2 separate regions of the Danio rerio genome follow, and region 2 is linked to region 1. The links are chromatin contacts, called in public Hi-C maps. All regions are on one chromosome and are shown on one strand. Each heading gives the region's core, a stretch centred on a gene start, on an enhancer-like site or on the middle of the called end of the contact. The rest is flanking DNA. Distances are from core to core; before and after follow the strand shown.

Region 1 (7,913 bases), core at 3,064-5,563:
TAGACATCAATGAAAGATAACCTATAGGGCTCCGTGTTTATTCCCTTTGAACTAACCGAAAATATTCAGCCAGACTCACCTGTTTTTTACACCCAGGCAAAAGCATGCACACTTCTGTTGCACTCTTGACAAACTGAGTAAATCGAGACCTTGTCTCCGTAATCTAACTTTAATGGGAGCCACCATTAGAAGTAATACATTGCCTGGTAACAAACCACAAATCATGCAGGCTGCTCCGTTATTGCATTTGGAGCCTCGATCTATAAATAAACCCCAGAGCCCGGCAGAAGCGATAGAGCTTAACCACCGCTGTGGAGAATATCAACAGGATGGACGCGCAATCAGGTAAGAGTTCAACACCATAATACACCTGTTACCATGCTACAAAACTTTATTCTTAACAAAATGCATTTAACAGCGGAGGAAACACATGCTTAAAATGTAACATTTTTTAATCTCGGCAAAGACCATGTCTTTGCCAGAAGTTTAGCTGGAAGCACTAAAATGATGTTGAATATAAGAAAGACTTTTAAAGTAAGAAATTTACATTTTTAAATTGGAATGTGTCAGTGTCACATGACTAGATCAGTGTACACCTGTCCTGCAAGAACATCAAGAAGATGTTAGAGGTGGAAATTTGATAACAGTCCATACCTGTCAACATTGAGATGCGAAAATAAGAAATGACCCCCGTGTGTAAAGAATCCGTTAGAGAAACAGCATCTATTTATCACTATAGAGTGCGTCTGACAGTCATGCACTGCTATATGAACTGACTGTTTTGAGGATTGCATCGGAGGGGCGACTGCGCCTTTAATGGAAATGAAGGGAATCCTGTCGTTTTTATATTTATTTCAAAATGTTTTCATGCCAAAATAAAATGAAAGCGCAGAACAGATTCACACTTAAGAGCAAGGAGCATCCTCTGGAGGTTCAGCAGTATAGTTTGTACATAGGGAGGATCAGTTCTTTAAATTTTTTTGCCACCCTTCATAGAAAGATTAAAAGAGAGACGGGAGAATACGGGAAAATGTCTGTACGAGACGATAGCCGGATAAAGTTGGAAACTACAAAAAAATCGTGGGAAAACGGGAGGGTTGACAGGCATGTAACAGTCACAACCAGGGCTGGCGCATCCATAGAGGTGACCTAGTGAATAGTGAAGGCGGCATTTCAATTGTTATTAAGGAGTCTGAAATCAGTCTTTTTTTTTTTTTGCCACCTGGGCATAAAATGGCATCACTAATCTCTCCAAAGCAGAAATGGATGTGAGACAGTACTGATTGGACCTACAAAACACACGTGTTGTGATGTAAATGACAACAAATTCACAACTGTCCATTTTTAAGACACCAGCATTCATCTAAGACAGTGGTTCCCAAAGTGGGGGATGCATGACAATGACAGGGGGGCGCTTGGTGATTTCCAAAAGTCAAATAAATTTAAATAAACTATTAGAATTACCATATTTTAGCTATACATCACAGAAGATAAAAAATAGTAGTTTTTAACAGTAAAACAACATGCAAATGAAAAGCCATTTGCTTTAAAATTATTTTTTTCATAATATCGGTTACGTAAGATTACCAACACAGCAATAGCGTTAGCTGCAGCAGATTGATTTTATAGCACCAGGTTAAACTTTCTGACACCTTTATGGCAATCAAAAACATTAAAAATAAATACAGGCCATCACTGAACATTGAGAATGATCTCTGACTGACGGTCTCCAAAATTAAACCAAGAATAGACTAAAGTGCTGAAAACATTGTTTCCCCCAGTCTCTTTAGTTGAGGTTAATATTAAACAAATTAATAAATGACTATAAAAATGATATGGCTGATGGACTGCTAAACTTTTTCAGGTTGTCAATATGCTTGTTTTTATATGTGCGCAACGTTTGTATATGTATAACCACCTCCAAGGAATTTGTGGGTCACGAGTCACTGGCATTGTTATTTAAGGGGTCGTGGGCTGAAAAATTTGGGAACCCCTGATCTAAGAGACCATTTGCATTCAACTAAAAATGAAAAACTTTTGTCATTTTAGGGGCCTTAAAAAACAAGTTTAAATCCATACGAAAAAAGTTTAACAATATTGTAATACTACTGTTTGTTTTGTTGGCTTTGTTTTTGCAAAGTTAAATCACCACTTACTGGTCTGGCATGTATCAGCATGTAGTATGAATCTGCGTGAACAAAACATCGTTGTTACACAAAATGGTATTTGTAATTTAAACTGGTCTTTATTTCTCTATTTTATCATCAAAATCAAATACACAGGTTTATAGTGTAAATAGATTTGTTATTCTCCTAGCTTATAGTGTCCAACTAAGGAAGTCTTGTACATTTGCAGTAAATAATGTAACTCTCATAGCCTGCAAATAGTAAAATAATTTATCAAAAATATAACTTTTTAAATACAGTGGTCCCTCGTTATTTGCGGGAGTTACATTCTAAAAATAACCTGCAATAGGCAAAATCCGAAGTAGTCAGCTTTATTTTTTACAATTATTATAGATTTTTTAAGGCTGTAAAACCTCTCACTACACACACTTTTCTCAAACAGGCATTAACAAATCTCTTGTTTAAACACTCTCGAAGTTCAAACCTTCGTAGAAAAATGAGTCCAGTATTATAGAATGAAACCAAATAACAAAAACATTTGATCTTCATTTATTTATTCCGTAATGGCGCCCTACAGCCGCGAAACTTCTAACACCCTTTAGCATGTGCAGAAGTTCAACTTTTTGTGCCATGGTTAGCATCTTCCTCTGCCTTTTGGGTAATACCACAGGTGCATATAACGGTAAAGAACATTTCGTTGACATTGTGGAGACAAAACTTGCAAACATACAGTACAGCACATCAGTCACACTGCTAGCGATCGAAAATTAAATAGATTTAGCAAGCTGAACGCATTCTGTACTGTACAGGAGACACGATTTGGAGATTGATTGACAGTGGTCTACAGCCAATCAGGACGCAGAACACAATGCGCAGGATTACAGTATAGCGAGGGACCACTGTACAATAATTATAAGTAGCTTTCCCAGTACTTGGGTTGCAGCTAGAAGGGCATCCGCTGAGTAAAACATGTGCCAGAATAGTTGGTGGTTCATTACGCTGTGGTGACCCATGATAAATCAGGAACTAAGCCGAAGGAAAATTAATGAATGATTGAATTTTAAATAGCAATCCACACACAAAACGGGACAAACAGCATGGCGACCTGAAAACCCATCTTTTTCCAACCCAGGGTTGTCAGTCTTGGTATCGGCGTCAATACCTGACATCAATAAAAGAACACAGGGGCCATTAACACATACAAATCCCAGGATATACACTACAAATCAGTATGTTAAATAAAAAACTATACAAAACAATGCCAATTGTTTGTGTTCTCACTGTGTGATGAATCCATACAAAATCAACATTTTTGGGGGTTTAAGTAACAGTAGAAACATTAATCTCCCCTGAATTCACGCCGTTAAACCTCAAATCCTTAAATCCTATTATTCCGTACTCCCTTAAAGTGTATAATTTGCTTCGTCTCTTGCCGACCAGTGTATTCTAAACACCGTGGGCTGGTGTGAAGAGCTTCAAGGGCCTCTTTTGCCAGGAAAGCAAACCTCATGCCGCTCAGGCTCATGATCAAAACACCATTTGTTCTGTATCGTTTTTATAGAGATTCTCCAGTTACACTCTGCTGAATCAGTATCCTACAAGAATACGAGGCACTTTGTCAGATGCGAGATCGAATTAGACACTTTTATAGACTGATAATGTGCTCTGACAGATGCCATATTTCACTCGGATCAGAAAACAGGCGGCCTCCTGCTTGTTTAAAGAGCAGATCTTTGGCTGTGATGTTGCCATCACAACATCCAGCAGCTAAAATGTCACATCACCTTCACCGACATACCTAAATCACTCACAAACTGCTGTAGAGAGACCTGAAGTGCAGCGTTTCTTTCACCTGTTTGCTGCCTGCATGCCAGGTTATTAAAGCACGTTGATCTTAATCAACGTCCCTTAGTTTGGCAAACAGGAAAGCTGGGAGGAAATGAAGTTAGATGCATTTTCTTTAGACAGTAAGGGATATTACAGCCATCCGTCTGTGTCCCAAATTACATTCAGTTAGACTGAAGTAATGATACAAACAGTATTCACCCTTATTAAGATGCATTTAAACACAAACTGCTACTGCTCACATTATGAGGCGTAATAACAACAAAAAAAAAACATAGCATACCTGAGGTAACGCAGTGGCTCTATGGTCTCAGGTTCTTTCTCGTTGGAGCTGTGGTTCATCTTGATTTATTCGGCAGCGCTTATCTCTAGCAACAGTCACCCTCTTATTGCTCTTTCTATTCTCACTGTGTGTGCCCTGCTTCAGTCTACTGGCTTACTGGCTGATAAAACCAGGCTCCACGCGTAGATCAGCTACTCTTGCTGGAAGTGTCAGCCAATTAAGAGGCAGGGAGACACCGGGAGTGCCGTCTGATTGGCTGAGCACCCCTGATGCTGGAGAGCTCAGTCAAGCATAAACCGCATCCCTTTCAGATGGAGCATCCTCAGTAGAGGAGCGTGAATGTGTCTATTTTGATTTGAACGCTTATTCATCATGGAGCTGTTTTGGCACATTATCTGTGTAATACTACTGATCATGCATATATTCACGTGTTGAGCTGTTATTATGCAAGGTCTGAGCATTTTGACAATAATTATCATTTATAAGACTCATAAACGGAGATGCTGCTAGCATACAAAGCCAGCAATATTATATTTTAAAGTGTTTAATTTTGTTATAAATATGCAGGGTTTAGTTCATTTGCATTTGAAACGAGCAACAAGCAATGTTTTACATAATGTAAAGTGTTCTAAACTGGATTAATGGAGAGTGATATAAATTAGCGCCACACTGCCGTTTAGAGGTCATATCGCGTCTCTGCAGGCATAAAGTTATTCTGTTGGGGAAATAAACGTAGTAAATTAGGCTTGAGTTTGAGATATATACCCAAACATGCAACTAATTAAAGTAATGAAGAATATAATTTCAGTACTCACTATAATCCTGATGAAAGTGTTATGACGTCACAATAACACCAAAAGACTCCATAAGATGTGATTTTACTTAACATATTGGTATTTATACTATTAAGATATCTGTGAAAGCGATTATCGCTAATATTGAACGACTTTTTCACATTTTAAACGACTGAAGAACCATTTTGGTCGCTCTGAAATCCGATCACGCGGAGAAGACCGTTTCCAGGCTCAGACAAAATGAAAGACGTAAACGGTTGGTGTGAGGGAAAGTGTTTACCGGCAGTGTTGGGTAAAGTTACTTTTAAAGTAACATATTACAATGTTCACAGCAAGAAGGTCGCTGGTTCGAGCCTCAGCTGGGTCTGTTGGCATTCTGTGTGGACTTCGCGTGGGTTTCCTCCGGGTGCTCCGGTGTTATGCCGAGAAACACACCTCTGCCGCAAAATGCACCCTCTCATAGACTTTTATTAGCATTCTCAGTCGACATAAATAAATAAATAAAAGGTCTTAGTTTATTAAAACGTAAAATTATTATTTTATGTGTACGTTTAAAAACACTAGATTTACAAATAAATGAAACATTTTATTAAGTGTAGCCTAAAATTAGCCTTTTTGTTGGGTTTTAAACAGGGTAAATGAAACACAAAATTGTTGCTGTTTTAAACTAAACCACACATACTTAATATCTGTATGACTGTAAGTCAATCTATTTACTTATATCTTTATATATCTTTAGTCAGGAAGGTTCCATTCATGAAACTCACCTCAATCACTCTAGAGTCAACTCTATTATTTATTATTGACTAAGCCAAAAAGAAAATTAATGAATGAAAAATACAATATTAAGTCGCTTTGAAGTAACAAATTTGTTACTTTGTTATTTTTTAAGCAAAGCAGGCAAATGTAAAGCAAAATTATTCGTTTTATATACATTAAAATAGGCTTAGGATTGTAATTACTACTTTTTAACAAAGTTTAAAAGTATGAAAGAGTTTAACATTGAGTTGTACTGCAAACAATAAAGATCTATATATGTGGATCTAGACTAGTTACACTCTCCTATATATTTTACTCCGAGGCAGAAACCAACATCACGTTCATTTTCATCTGTTATTATTGTTCTCATTAATCTGAACACAAGAGGACACTAAAGGCACGTGTAAACGGGGTCTAAAACAGAGAGCTTTTAAGTCAAAAACACTTGAGTGGATTGATTTCATAGTGTAAATACTCATTTGATCAAATGACTCAAACATTTGAGTGCTTGTTAACACCATGGACCAGGTTAAGCATTTCAGCTGACCACTTGATCAGATCGCTTAAAATGCTAATAAAAGGTGGAAATAGGTCCATGTTATGCATTAATTGTGATTAAATAATTGAGTACAGATAACAGAGGCCTAAATTACTGCTTCCAACATTCTTAACCTGTAGAATGATCTATGATGACATCATAGAATAGAATGCTTAAAGAACACAGTAGAATGCACATTCTTATGACATGGGTGAGGAATGCAGTGCAAACTCAAGCTTGACAGTTCTCCTGAGATTGTAGCATACATCTGTTGAGACAAAATGTCTATTAACAACGTTTTGAAAGGCATGGGCTACACTTTCCTCACCTCAATTGGTGAAGGCTCCTTTTCTCGAGTCAAGCTTGCCACCTCGCAGAAGCACTGCTGTAAGGTGGCTATCAAAATTGTAGACCGCATGAGGGGCTCTGCGGATTTCATCCAGAAGTTTCTCCCAAGGGAACTGGCGGTTTTGAGACGGGTGAATCACGAGAACATCATCCAAATGTTCGAATGCATTGAGGTGGCGGGAAAGCGACTCTGCATCGTGATGGAGGCTGCGGAGAAAGATCTCCTTCAGAAGATACATGAGGTCCATCATATTCCTAAAGACCTAAGTAAAACCATGTTTGCGCAGATGGTCAGCGCTATCAACTACCTCCACCAGATGAACATTGTCCACCGAGACCTGAAGTGTGAAAACATACTGTTAACAGCCGATGAGAAAATTAAGATTGCAGACTTCGGCTTTGCTCGATTCGTTGAAGACCCTTCAGAGCTCAGTCATACCTTCTGTGGATCTCGGGCCTACACTCCACCGGAGGTCATCACAGGAACGCCGTATGATCCAAAGAAGTATGACGTATGGAGCCTTGGGGTGATTCTGTATGTCATGGTGACTGGAACAATGCCATACGATGAAACCAACGTCAGACGACTTCGCCTTCTTCAGCAGAGACCATTGAATTATCCAAGTAATGTCGCCGTTGAGGAACCATGCCGGGTGTTTATCAGAACTCTGCTCCAGACAAATCCTTCCACAAGGCCAACTATTCAACAGGTGGCCGGACATTCTTGGCTGCAGAGCTAAAGCACAAGAACTCATAAAACCATGTGTTGGATTGCAAATTAATAAAATCTATTCATGTTGGAATGGTGTGTCTGTATATTTGAGTTTACATTTATATTTTATATTTGGTCGGGGGGGGCGATCATGTTGCCTTAGATCATTTGACCATCCTGGTTGACCAAAACAATTGACAAATTTGTAATTCGTCCTCCACAATAAAGAGTCTCAATAAAGAGCGGCACACATTTCGGGTTGCAGCACTAGCAATATAGGAAACAGGAAATGTGGAAAATACCAAGACAGTTACCAGAACTTTGGTTTTATTCCATTTTTTTCCCAAAGAATCCCTGACCCAGCAACAATGCATTATCTGCGCCAAATTTCTTGCTAATGAATGCAAGAGGCCGAATTAATGACATTTGCAGACGACTCATCTTTAATATTGCAACAAGCCCATGGCATTTTTGAGCCCATAGAAAAAGAATTTACATGCCCAAAATT
Region 2 (7,913 bases), core at 2,025-4,524, 390 kb before region 1:
AAGCTCACTGGTGCCATCTTTTGCATCTAACCCATTAAGGTTGAAGTTGTAAATGGTACTCTAGGAACAAGTTTGAACACCCCTGGTTCAGTAAGGTTTTATAGAATTGTGCCTGAAATGTAGCTTTTAAAAGCCCAACAGACCGTCTTTTGTTTGTATGCATGCTATTTATCGTCCACACAACATTAATAAAAGCAAACACAATGGTCTTGGTTTTCTCTTAGTCACCTCTTTCTCTGAACGATTCGAGCGTTCAGCATGACGCATCGAAAACGAGCTGCCTCCAAATGGGATGTTCTTGGACATGCCCTTTCTCTGACACAGAATTAAGAGCACTTTTGGGTTCATTCCACATAAATAGGTCACTTTTTTATTCTACCTAGAGATAGCTGTGCTTGGGGTCTTGCTGGTTAATAAGGAAGGAAAGGTCAGTCACCGTTGAAGTGGTGCAGATGTGTCAAATCCCCACTGAGAGACCTTTAACTCCCAGCAATGTTTGGCCTTTACACTGTGTAATCGCCACTGTGACAAATGTCCTTCACAGGAAAGAGGCCACGTTTATTTGCTCACACGGCCATGCTAGCCTAGAATGTGGCTCAAGTAGCACTAGCATTGATTTTTAAGGCAAAGATGAGTTTTCTCACTTATAAGGTGCTCCAAGATATTGAAGTTCTGGGATCTATACGACACTCGTTCCAATTGATGGGACTTTTATAATGTCAGCCGTTATAGATTGAGTTGCCACACTATACATCACTGTCAAGATTACAGTGAGAGTGAACCAAATGTCAAAGAGAGCCTTGTCTTCTTTTACAGGCAGCGAAAGCGAACCTGGAGAAAGCCCAGTCAGAACTGGTCGGCGCTTCAGACGAGGCGACCCGGGCCGAGGTTCTGATCAGCATAGAGGCGAACGAAGCGATTGTCAAAGCGCTGGAGTAAATGGTCTGTTTGTTGGTACGTATACATTTTAGCAATATCCCATTGTGAAAATATTGTAGTTAAAGGGATAGTTCACCAAGAAAAAATTTATTTACTCACTATTTATATCCTCAAGTGTTCTTTAATCTTTGAGATTTAATTACAAAAGATGATATTTTATGCAAATCTGTAACTATTGACCTCCATAGTATGGAAAACAAGTACTTTGATTACAGGTTTGCAGCTTTCTTCTAGTCATTTTTGTGTGAAAGAAAGAAAATTGTAAATGTTTGAAACAACTAATAGGGCTGCATGATATTGGAAAAATCTTATATTGTGATATTTTGCTGTTTAAATACAATTTTGCAAGATGACTTAAATGAGTTCTTAATTTTATGATATTCTGGAGGGTCTAACAGATTTCAGGTGCAGAAATTCAATAATTAAATCTATAACACTATATAGTGTTCATTGTATAAATAATTAAAAACAATTGTTTTTTGTTACACCTCCAAACGTCCTCATTTCTTTTTCTTAAATGTTTCAAACTCACTTAAAATCTGTACATAGTCACAGGCCTTAAAACACATCTTTCACTCTATTACACTTTGCAGTGCCTCTACAAATAGGGCTGGGCGATATTGCAAAAGCGGTTATCACGAGAGCATGTTTCATATCATTCGGTATCGATAATTATTAAACCAATTCCTAACAATCCGTTTAGGAATATTATGATTTCTTTTATTCAACCACCTCAATTTCATTTACCAACATTATTGAACAAAAATATTTCAACAAAAAATTTGATTGCTTTATAATAAAATAAACACAAGTGTTAAAGAGACTCTTCAACTTCATCAATAAAATGTTACAATGTGTGTGCAATGGTAAAGGTAGATCACCATCTGTAAGGTGTCAATGATACAGTAAACCTTAAACTCTGTAAACAAAACCAATTATAATAATCAGATCTGAGCTTTCAAGTAAAGGAACTAACCATCATTATTCAAATACATATTGCAGCATTACAAACTGTGAAGTTGAATGACGATAAAAATCTTTCAGATGGGGAGCTAGTGACTGGGATGCACAAGAAAAGTAACCAAAAAGCCACTCTGGTCACATCATTTTGTATTTACAATCACTTCACTGCTGCTATACGGCACTCATTTTCACATGTGTTGTTATTCTGACCTGAAGTGACAAGCGCAAGCATGTGCTTTGTGTTTTTCTGGAGTAATTAGTCTGCTGTTATTACTGAAATTTGTATATTTTATACAAAGCATGAAGCAGATCGGTTAGTTCTAGTGCTCAAGGTATTCGGAAAAGTTCAGATGTTTTTCAAATATGTGCACCTGGAAAACCAGCACACGCCTCCATTGGAAAGTACAAACTAACACTCTAAGCTTATTGGCATTGCTTCCAATGAACGCGCTGAGCAGCCACGTTTTAATAAAACTATAGCGTTTCATACTGAAACTACATACCAAACTTTTTTTTCTTTATCGATATTGACAATAGTGTTTGGTCAATAAATACCTACATCGATTTCATACAGTCCAATTTACAAATGTGTAAAAAAAAAAGCCTTTGTGTGTGTGGTCCAAATATATAACATTTCTAAAATCTACAAGCGTAAAAATTATTTTGTTTTCAAAATTAAGTTTGTTTTGCCCTAAAACAAGCAAAAAAATCTTGTTTGGGTTAAAAGTAAGAATATGTTACTTAATCCACTGTCTTATTTTAAAATGTCTCAATTTGGCTTCTTATTTCTGATAACCAAACAATATTATTTACTTGTCTAGAAAAATGCTTCTTGATTTAGGAATTTTTCAATTTTGGACTAGAAATGTGACAAAAACACTAAGAAAAGCATTATTTTTGCAATGTGAACTGTGGCTCCTGATCAAATATAATAAGATTGTTTGATGTATCCACTATTGTGGATTTACTCGTTACAATATCTATGCTAAATCCATATTGTGCCCCCCTAGTGAGTAAATGACACATTTTTATTTTTTGGGTGAACTATCCCTTTAATACTGTATGTGAATGTTCTCTCATTCATTTATACCAATATCTGTCTTCTCAACAGAGAATTCTGTCGGTTTGAAAAGGTCTCCGGCTTTTTCTGTTCCCCACCCCAGTGAAGTCAAACCGCAAGACTTAACTGCTTGCTTTGTACAGTGGATGAAATTAACAATAAATTTATTTGAAATACACACAGTGTCATCTGCATTCCTTGCATTTTTCACAAACCAGAGCTGTAATTGCTGTTCTATTAATTAGTATTATAAATGCAGTCCTGTTCATGACTGAAAGGGGGCAGTATGGCACTGTTGAAATTTGAACTATGGAGCCATTTCTCAGAAGTGACTCGAGTGAATCTGTTCATCTTGATTATTCAGTCACTGACACAAGTTTTGTACAGACTGTACTATTTTTACCCATACTGCTTTTTATGCATGCACATCCTCAATTCTAGCCGTTATACCAATTGTCAGCCTACTCATGAGGCCCTAATATGCATTTTCTAGATCACTAAAACTGATAAACTATTACTCAGGCACATTCATAAGCCAGCTAGGGTTAGAAATGCAGCTTGTATATGCAGACAGAAGAGTTGTCTTTCAGACTGTGCTGCAAAAGTCTAGAATTTGCGTAAGTACAGGGTAATTTTACATGGCAGCTCCAGAGCTATAAGCATGTGCCGACTGGAGTTTTACGAGACTAAACCACATGCGTCTTTATGAACGTCAGACGTCTGTCGTGGCAACATGCTGCAGCTTGCTCCAGGCAGCACATGTACTGAATTGGCAGGGAACCCTTGCTGAAAGGAGTCCTTGTGCTTTTCTAAGAAAAGGTGTTTTATGTGTGCTAGTTTGTCTAAATTGTTACTTGCACTGCACAACTTCAATGTTAACTGTAAATTTGTGATGACTTACTCATGAAAAGTTGACCGAATAACAAAACCGTGCTGACAACAAGCTAATTTTCACTTGCTCTCAGAGCAGTGGTGTCAAAAATCAGTGTTGCACAGACATACGATTTTAGGTGGTTTAAGACACCACAAGGTTCTATTTGTGTCACACAATGTTCCGCTTGTTGCCATGTTTTTTTCTGCATCTCAAGTCTGAGTATAGCCTCTATTCTTAAGCTTCCTCTACAGGGTTGTCCTAATTACCATTTTGCATTCTTGAGAAAAAACAGTTTTAAATCAGAAGTGGTGCACTAGCAGAACTCTGCATTCATTTATGCTGGATGTCTTAGTATAGTACACCAAAGGGTTGGGGAGTATTGTTCTGTTAAATTGATGCATAATTAGCTTGCAATGTCCAAGGGGAAATGCCACTTTCGTTAGCATTATATTTAATGCATAAGTAGGCATGGCTATTTTTGTCTATTGTAGTGTTTATGCGCTGCGGACACAATCGCTGTTCTTTATTTCATGTTATTGCAATGGAAAAGCTGTGTTCTTAAAACATCAGCAGCATAGCAAGGCACAGAGCTTTAATATTTTGTTACATTAATGATGCATCGAACAGTTGCTGAAGGCCTCATAGCTGAATGTTTTTAGAACCGCTCTCTTATGTATCGCAGAAAAAAAAGAAACACTTCGGTGGACACTTAAGGCTGATTTATACTTTCGCGTCACGCACACATGTATGGTCCGGCGCAGCGGTCGCATAGCCCTTACCATGGCTGAAGTGGACTTTTTAAAAAAAACATTAACTACACATCACAACGACACGTAGCGCAAGCTTTGTGATTGGTCGTCTTGGTATCTGTGATGAGTGTGGGAGGTGCTGAGAGCCGCGAGCTCAATGGAGCGAGTGTCTAAGAAGCTCCAGTTGGAAACTTGTGCTTTGTGTCTACATTATGTTTAAAGTTGTTGCTCGTCCGCCGGCTCCTGCCTCTGAATGAGCAAGTATTAACGACTTGTACTTTAAGGTAACATTCAGAAAACACAAAACCTCTGCGAAGAAACTCGATACAGAGGGACATAACCTCACTGCCAGCTAGTGCTTTGTTAGTGTTATTGCAGAGCAACATAAACTGCACACAGAAGTATAAATGCACGACTATGCACAAGGCATGCACTGTTCACGCCGATCACTTGACGCAGAAGTATAAACCGGCCTTTACCTTGTGCCCCATTCACACGCTTCCGATTCACTTTAAATGGGTGATGTCAAGTGCTGCAAAACTGAACTGTGGGTCCGACGGCGCTGCTTCAGCTGCGTTGATCACTGCAAAGTTGGGACTTTCTCAACTTGTCAAGCGCCTAAGGAAGCATCAGCCAATCAAATCGCTGTATGCAAATACCCCAGCTCAGCTCAAACTTATTTCATTGGCTGACACGGCTATGACAATCATGCCAGCCCCAACTTCAGACACGCCCTCTGTCAAGCGTTGATGCTAAAGCCCCATGTGTATCGGGCGATATTCTTCCAGTTGGAAGGCTTGTTTAAGGACCACTTTCAAATATTTCAAAATAAGTTGAGAATAGGAATGGAGCATCCAGTTCTGCTAACTTAATGCGGTTTAATTCTTTAATTAGTACACTGACATTTATTTAACAAGGGGTCTTGCTAAATCATTGCAACCCGGTTCTTCTCCTGGAGGTAAAACTTCTTGCAGAGTCTCCAACAAACTCACCTAAAAGTTTCTGCTGATCTTTAAGACTTTAATCAGCTGTTTTAAGTGGCTAAACATGACTGGACACCGATTGTACAATTCTCTGTGGTAAGGACCCTCCAGGAACAGCATTGCGCACCTCTATTGTAGGGGTTTTCATTCTTTAGATTCTTTCTGGAAGATGGACAGTTGTAATAAAGCGGTGCTTGTAGCTCTGACCTTGTTTTGCGTGCAGTCTGCACAGCTTCAGACTCTCGGGTGGCTGTGAGATACTGCATGCAGGCTGCTGGGAGTGGGCGCAGAGGCCTGACGCTCACGCCTACGCAGGCATAAGGACCAGCGCAGATCTGCAACCAGTTCTGCAGTTACAGGAACTAAATAAGGCTGGAGTTCCGAGAAACGCAGCCGCTCGTAGGTCAGTCTTTTAAAGCTGTTTCTCAATGTAGACCCTACACCACATCCTTTTTTGTAGCTTTCACCCACACATGCAAAAGTTGTCTACAAATAGAAGCATTCTAGAGAAAGCTGCAAATCCACAACACACCTCAAAACCTTCTTGAACTTTGTCAGCTTTGCTCTAGTGATCTCAATTTATTTATTACATGTAGGTTTTAAGAGAACAGCACTTTTATTGACCACTAATGTTGAACATTTGCAGTACTAAGTGTAATAGCAAAAAAGTTTGTCCCAGTATTTTGTTTAAACTGGGTGGCTGCAAATAGTACCTTCACTGAGAGACCGCTGTCATTTATTTCAGAGATCCTGCACATACTAAACAATGGAGATGGATTTGAATGCTAATGGGTAACTTCCTTAAAGTATTGTAAAACGACTTCTTTTGGGCTAGCCTAGTCCGTTACATACCATGACAGAGGGGTAGAGCGTACTTCATTACTGATTGTGAATGCAGCTTCAGTTAAGGAAAGGATGTTCTAACTCTCTGAATCTCCCTCAGGCCAGCAGTGATGTTTGCGGCAGTCTTGCGTTCCACCAAGGAAAGTGTCACATTCCAGAAGGGTGAGGTTGTTAAATCAGTTGACTGGGAAAGCTAGGGTGAGGCGTGGGCACAAGGGTCTCTTGCAGAGTATAGTCCTATACACCAACTCTACCTCAGTTTCTTTAAAACTATGTTTGACTGCTCATGTATATTTTTACAGTGTTTTTAAAGGTATAAATTATATCTAGAGCTTGAGAAGCCCTGTAAGACACATCAAAAAGACCTGGCAGACAATTGAAAATCCTCCCCTCTAAACTTGCCAGAATCCAAAAACTTCCTGTAGAGTTTCCAGCCTACAAGTCTACGTCACCGACAAGTGTCTAGTCTCAAATTCACCAGTCAAGAAGCACTTTACTTATCCAGCCTCATCACTTTTTCCCCACCTAAGGTGTCCAGCTGGAAAATAGCTCTCATTTTCCCCTTAAGTGCAAGACATTGCCCCACAGAATGAATTACACTGTGTAATCATCCCTTCAGCGCTGCATGGAAAACCAATCGGGGAAATCCAAGTGGTCTCATAGACCTGCTTTTTCACCAAAAAAGGTAAACTTATGTGCATGTATGTCTAAGTGAAAGTAACACTGAATGAGTTTGCACATCGAATGTGAAATGCCTGCTAAAGCAACTATTGGTATAGGGGTGGCTAGAGGTATAGGTGGTGACCCTAGCAATCTCAGGCCTGGTTTATGCTAATAGGTTTAGTTTTAAAATGGCATTTGAAAAGCCATCTGTACACAATACTCCGCTGAAAAGGGGGTGAAAAGGAGATGAGACTGTACCAAAAAGCTGAGGATCAGGGGGTGGCGGGAGATGGGTCTGAAATACAGGTGACTCCTGTGAAAAATGCTTTTCCAAACGCTCTATTTTCAGCGCTCAAAAACTCTGGGGTAGTGTGAACGGAAGGTGTATCCATAGTAAAACATGCGTTTTAAAACTAAAACGTATTAGTGTAAACAGAGCCTCAGTCTAATTCTTATTGGACACACATGTTGATAAAAGGTAAACCTTTAATGCTTTATAAGGGCTTATGAATTTCAACTATTGCGCTTGCTTTTTTGCCTCCTGTTCTAAAAACGGAGTTTTGTGAATGTATAAAAGTATCGCTTTAAATGGAAAGGCCTATCAAATCTAGATTCAAATGTAGCCTCCTGAGCCTCACAGGGAGACTCGTGCTGGTTTCCTAATCACATGCTTTTTGTGCTGCAGCACTAGGAAAATATGCCATCGAGCTAGTTTCCATCTAGCTCTACCCAAGTAGACATAGCTCCATTTACATGCTTAAGCTGTTTCGGACAAGTCCAGAACTCTGGCACAAGGCCCCACGCCCGCATGCAAATGCGTGACGCTTTCCAGCGCTGGC

What was found. Hi-C and Micro-C count contacts between places; a contact is called where the count stands out from the background.
Region 2: a contact with region 1 is called in a Hi-C map of embryo, with 3 times the contacts expected there. The contact joins the enhancer-like site here to the promoter of yjefn3 in region 1. A contact is called at or near these places in 3 of 18 Hi-C or Micro-C datasets (all in embryo).

The regions. Positions count from the first base shown.
Region 1 is chr22:18,080,405-18,088,317 of GRCz12tu, reverse strand. It overlaps yjefn3 (YjeF N-terminal domain containing 3), which reads right to left and starts at 4,313. Exons shown (of 6, transcript NM_001044843.1): 1 at 4,255-4,313. The coding sequence starts at 4,313. LOC141380303 (a long non-coding RNA gene) reads left to right here. Exons shown (of 4, transcript XR_012398126.1): 4 at 1-3,362. tssk6 (testis-specific serine kinase 6) reads left to right here and starts at 6,627. Exons shown (of 1, transcript NM_001044845.1): 1 at 6,627-7,433. The coding sequence starts at 6,627. The coding sequence ends at 7,433.
Region 2 is chr22:18,466,617-18,474,529 of GRCz12tu, reverse strand. It overlaps atp5f1d (ATP synthase F1 subunit delta), which reads left to right. Exons shown (of 5, transcript NM_199968.1): 4 at 817-954; 5 at 3,014-3,140. The coding sequence ends at 939. Among named protein-coding and RNA genes, the nearest start is that of atp5f1d, 14 kb to the left of the region's middle. Within about 2 kb of position 3,274, at least 10 of the 62 cell types and tissues checked have an H3K27ac peak or open chromatin away from gene starts, as enhancers often do.